2 separate regions of the Sus scrofa genome follow, and region 1 is linked to region 2. Evidence: chromatin contacts called from public HiChIP or PLAC-seq data. All regions are on one chromosome and are shown on one strand. Each heading gives the region's core, a stretch centred on a gene start, on an enhancer-like site or on the middle of the called end of the contact. The rest is flanking DNA. Distances are from core to core; before and after follow the strand shown. Region 1 has its middle 97 kb from the start of RBFOX2. Region 2 has its middle 76 kb from the start of RBFOX2.

Evidence for each region. HiChIP or PLAC-seq counts read pairs in DNA pulled down with a chosen protein or histone mark.
Region 1: a contact with region 2 is called in an H3K27ac HiChIP or PLAC-seq map of skeletal muscle. The contact joins two enhancer-like sites. A contact is called at or near these places in 4 of 47 Hi-C or Micro-C datasets (embryonic fibroblasts, epiblast stem cells and skeletal muscle) and 1 of 2 datasets of contacts at active chromatin or transcription factors (skeletal muscle).

The regions. Positions count from the first base shown.
Region 1 is chr5:11,904,856-11,907,555 of Sscrofa11.1, reverse strand. It overlaps a transcript of RBFOX2 not described here. Among named protein-coding and RNA genes, the nearest start is that of RBFOX2, 97 kb to the right of the region's middle. Within about 2 kb of position 1,250, at least 34 of the 83 cell types and tissues checked have an H3K27ac peak or open chromatin away from gene starts, as enhancers often do. A contact at or near this core is called in skeletal muscle, where this site is marked.
Region 2 is chr5:11,732,083-11,734,782 of Sscrofa11.1, reverse strand. It overlaps a transcript of RBFOX2 not described here. Among named protein-coding and RNA genes, the nearest start is that of RBFOX2, 76 kb to the left of the region's middle. Within about 2 kb of position 1,257, at least 17 of the 83 cell types and tissues checked have an H3K27ac peak or open chromatin away from gene starts, as enhancers often do. A contact at or near this core is called in skeletal muscle, where this site is marked.

The sequences.
Region 1 (2,700 bases), core at 1-2,500, 170 kb before region 2:
TGGGGCACCTTCTTTTGAGCAAGATTTTTCCCCCCATTTTCTTTCTTTATCCTTTAGTGTTTTAACATGGTTATTGTTAACTCTTGCCCCACTTTACCGATCGAGGGAAATGAAGAGTTGGATAGAAAGATGATGCCAACATATTGAATGTTAGGAGCCTGGGATGGCAGCTGGGCAGGCCTAGACTTTGCAGAGCTTTATGGACTCTGCCTTTAGTCTCAAGGCAGAATTGGCCTTTTCAGGGGACTGGAGGGAGCGAGTTCTACCTGGGGAACCCTTCTGAGGGAAGAGGTGGAGGAAGAAGACCCTATAAAAGGGGCTGGGGGGGCAGCTAGAGAGAGGACCAAATGCCAGCTCTCGGGTTTCTGCCTGGGAAGCCCTAGTAATACCAGCGCTCTGAAGGGAAGGGCACCACGGATGCTGGCACCCCAGTTCTGCCGCTGCCCACCCCTGTGAAAGGGCATCGCCTCTCTCCTCGGCTCCCTGCTCTTTCACGTGCAATAACACTGCTGGGTCTGGAATTCCATCGCTGCTTTTGCAGCTGTTGACTGCAGCTATTGCTGTTTCATGGACTCTGGGTCAGGGGCAAAGTCAGAGGAATTTATCACCCCGTCCATCACAGCGTGAGCATCAATCAATATGTGGGTGGAGGCGGGGGGAGGGGGGGACTGTGGATACCGAGGAATGGGTGCGGCACCCCGCATTCTGCGGCTGAGGGGCCCTGAGCCAGGCGCAGCCATGCTTCCAGAGCAGGTGGAATCTTTGTCCCAGGACACACCCCTCTTTCCTCAAGATTACGCGCTGTAAACACCACCCCCAGAAAAGTCCTGGGAAAGCGCAGTCTGGGCTTGGCTTGCCTGGTGCAGCCAGCAGGAAGCCTGGGCGCCGGGGACCCGCAAGAGGCCTCCCAGCACCTGCCACGGGGTTGCCAGGAAGATGAAGAGGGTGGGAGAGCACGGGGAGGGGCGCTCGGCATCCCCTGCATCACCAGGGGTGGCCATTCGGGGAGGGCGGGTATCACCCTGCATTATTTATGCTTGTACGTTGCAGACACTGGAGTGAACAAAACAAAGCAGCCGGCCTCCAGGCGCTTCCGATCTGGTGCAAGGAGACCCGTGGGGGATAAACTATCGGGGAGCGCGGTCCGCAGGACCTCAGAGCCCGAATAAGGACGGGGACCACTCCTTGCACAGGGCCGGACAGGATCCAGTTACTACTGCAGCGGGTGTGGAGAGCAGACCAGGCGGGGCTGCTGCGGCGGAAGGGACCAGGCCAGACCCGCCAGCTTTGGAGCGGGCAGCAGCGGAGGGACTCGCTCCCCTGGGCCTGTCGCCATCTGCGTCCCTTGGGAAGGTCCGGCGCCCGGGGAAGCGCCATCCGCTGTCACAGGGGGCAGCTTCAGGGGCCTGGAGGGAGAGGCCGGGCGGCCTCGGGGCGAAGAGCCGGGAACTGGCTGCTGAAACGCATTCCAGAAGTGTGTCACGAAGGGGAGGGCTGGGATCGTGCGAAATGATTTGCAGGTTTCGACGCCACAGGGACTAGAAGAAGGAGAACGCTCGCCTCCAGGAGGGAGGGACGTAGGGGCCAAGCTCCCGAGAAGGTGGGAAGGACGGCGGGTGCGCAGGTGTGGGGTCAGCTCCCGACGGAAGCCGCCTCTCCCGGCCGAACGGGAAGGACGGGGAGGGACGGGAGTGGGTTCCAGCAGGGGTCTAGGTCTGGTAGCAGAAGGGGGATGGGGACGGTCCACCCCTCCGCCCGGAACTAGGAAGAGAGGTGACTGCGTGCATTTGGGAGTCGGAGATTCAGGGGGAATTTCAGAGATTTGGGAATTACTGGCAGGGAAACGAACGCAGGAGGGGGTGGCTGAAGAAGCCCAAAGGCCCAGGAGCCTCGGTGGCAGTGGGAGCCGGGGCAGAGGTGACAGGGAGAGCGCCCCCTGGGGAGCGTGGCGGCGCGCCCGCCAGGAGCGGATGCAGGGGAAGCGGAGCTGCAGGTTTGAGAGGCAGCAGCGGGGAAGCAGCCCCTGCCAGGGCCGGAGCTCCCGGGCTGGAGGAGCCAAAGGGCGGGCGCCGAGGCCCCGGCCTTGGGCTGCGTTTCCCACCCCCTCACCTCTTCGGGGGAGCGGTGCCTTCGCCGCCTTTTTTCCATCTTACAAGTCAAATCCAAGTTCCATCTTTGAGCTGCAGGAGGAGGCAACGTCTCGTAGCACCAACACAAGCAGGCCAGAGAATGGTGTTTCTCTCTTTTATTTAAAAACAGTGCTTCATTACCATTTGCAAAGGCAGAGGCGGTGCTCCTCCTTCGCTTAGAGTTTATAAAAGCCAGCAACATGATCAATAATTTATACACATGGATAGTAATACAAAAAAATAAGGAATAAAAGCTAAAGCTCTAACTACTCCGACCTTCACAATTCCAGCTACTTGATAATAATAGGAATAACCCAATGAATACTGTATGGTCTGAAAGCTACTATACAATATGATTCTTAACAAGAAGGGGAGGGGAGTAGAGACTGTCACAAAGCCCTGGGTGCTTCTCTGGAGGCTGCAGGGAAACAGGACCCTGGGCAAGCAGCTCGGGTGTCCTAGGAAGTGATTCTGGGGGGGGGGTGAGGAGGGGAGGAAGGTGAGGTGGTTGATAACACAAGCATCCCATGTGATGCCCCGTGCCCCAAAGGTACCTGTTTTGCCATGGCAA
Region 2 (2,700 bases), core at 8-2,507:
GGGGGGGTCTCAGCAGGGAACTTCCACGCAGCTTGTGTTCCACTGTGCAGGGAGGCGCTGCTTTTAGTCCTGGTCCCAGCAGTTTGGGTCACACTGCATGGCTGGGTCAGGGTCCTGGCACAGGCGTGCTGGGAGGCGAGGCCCCATCAGGCCAAAGTCAGCCCGTGCACAGAGCCACAGCCACACGCAAACCTTTCCAGGCAGGCACCACAGGGCGACCGTTTGTTGGGCGGGAGCAGCAGCATACAGATTTCCTGGCAAGCAGACCCGGGGCTCTCAGGAATCACAACCATGTAATCAAAAGCACGTACGCCCCTCGGACACGGCGCCCTGGGGAAGGCCCAAGGAGCTGGGTTCTTTCCCTTGGTGGCACCCAAACTCATCCACCGGTGCTCTCGCTCTTTCTCGCTTCTAGATTTTCCCCATCACAGCCCCCACCCGTCAAAGCCTCACATACACCTTAAAGCCCACGCTGCTGATGGCGTGGAGCGAGCCTAAGCCGCCCTCTAATCATGAGTGCATCCACCAGGTCACAGTGTCACACTAAGGAAAAGCACTGAACTGAGAGTAAGGGCTTGGTGTCACACACGCAGCTCTGCCACTGGCAAGAGCTCCACGAATATAAGCCTTGGGTAAGTCACCTCACCTCTCTGGACTCAGTTTCCCCACCTGCAGCACAAGGGCACCGTGACGAAATCCAGCTCTGACACCTGATTTACGACCTGAGGGCCACACCTCCTCTGATGCCTACCCTGGTTCTTGTTCCCGCGTTAGGGGAGACGTGCCACAGAAGAGCCAGGGGATTAGGACAAGTGATAACAAGCCACTCTCTGAACTATCCTGAAAGTTCAGACACAGTGGAAAGCCAGCCACACGCTGAAAGGTGCTGCAACTAACAGCCCTAACCCTGACCATTCATTTCATGAAGGTCAGGACTCTCTGTTCCTTGGCAGGTAAACCAGGAAAGAAAGCAAGAGAAAGCAACGGGACCACAGTAAAGCTACCTGGAGCCCGGAAGGGCACATGGCTAGCTAAAAGGGCCCTCTGAACACTACGCTGAGAAGGACGGACAGGGGACCTTAGGGTAAGCACTCATTCCAAAAATATGGGAATGACGGTTGCTATTTCTGGCCAATGGATCAGGACCTGAAAGATGGGTGTCATCTCCACTGAACAAATCGGACAGTCAGGAATAATCTTGCAGCTGCCAGCACTCAACAAACTGGCAGCTCTTTAGCGAGGACTCTCTGGGGACACAGAGCTGCAGTAACCAAGGGAAATGTATCCAGATTAGATCAGCAAAGGCCTCTCCATTTCCACACGAGGTATTGTAGGGGCAATGACACTGGCCAACACACAAGATGTGCACAATGAGCTCCCTGAATGCTGCACACGTCCAGGTCACAAGAGCTGCCACTGGGCTACAAATGGCTCATGAAGCCACAGATGCCAAGTGTCCTATTTACCTTTGCCTTTGGTTACAAGTCCTCAAGAGGGATGATGGGTTTGCTTCTCACAGCAGGGCCTATTCCGTCCACTTTAAATTGGGAAGGATTCTTACTTGTCTCATTCCCTTTAGCTTTCTCTTCCCTTCCTCTTCTCTTTTCCTTTCTCTTATTTATAAAAGTAAAAATATGATGTGTCCATACAACAGAATATTATTTAGCAACAAAAAAGAATAAAGTCCTGATAAATGCTACAACATGAAGGGGCCCTGAAGACATTCTGCTCAGCAAAAGAGGACAGAAACAACACCCTGCACATTATATTGAGTCTATTTATATGAAATATCCAGAACAGGAAGAATCTATAGAGAGAGAAAGTAGACCATGGTTGCCTAGAGTTTGGGGGGCCGAGGAGGACAGAGGAATCAGAAAATGATGACCAAGAGGTACATGGCGTCTTTTTGGCATGACAAAGACTCCAAGAACATACTAAAAAAGCCACCGAGTTGTGTGTTTTCAATGAGTGAATTGTAGAATACCAAATTATCTCTCAGGAGTTCCCATCGTGGCTCAGTGGTCAACGAATCCAACTAGGAACCATGAGGTTGTAGGTTTGATCCCTGGCCTTGCTCAGCGGGTTAAGGATCCGGCATTGCCGTGAGCTGTGGTGTAGATTGCAGACTTGGCACAGATCTGGCGTTGCAGTGGCTGTGATGTAGGCCGGTGGCTACAACTCTGATTAGACCCCTAGCCTGGGAACCTCCATATGCCGCAGGTGCGGCCCCAGAAAAGACAAAAAGACAAAAAAAACACAAAATTTCTATCTCAATAAATCTGTTAAAAGAGGCCTCGAAGGAATTACAACCTCCTTTAGGAAGCGACATTTAATGAGGGAGAGCTGACTCTCCTGACCCTCCCCTGCCCTTGCTCCTTCCTATCCACCTCCTGTTCCCCTTTCCCAAGATAGCTGGGCTGCTGGGCTGGGTGGTAGCTTTGCTGAATCTTAGAGTCTATTCCTGCTCCATTATGACTTTACTGTCCTTCCTTCCACAGCTGGTTTCCCAGTGTTCCTGAAGAGATAATAAAACCACCCCCCACCCCACCGCCAGCAGTGGCTAATGGCCTGCCACACCATGAAAAAAGAATGAAAATAGGGAGCTCCCTTGTGGCTCAGCAGGTTAAGGACCCACCGTTGTCAGGGCAGTGTCTCGGGTCGCTGCTGTGGCAGAGATTTCATTCCTGGCCTGGGAACTTA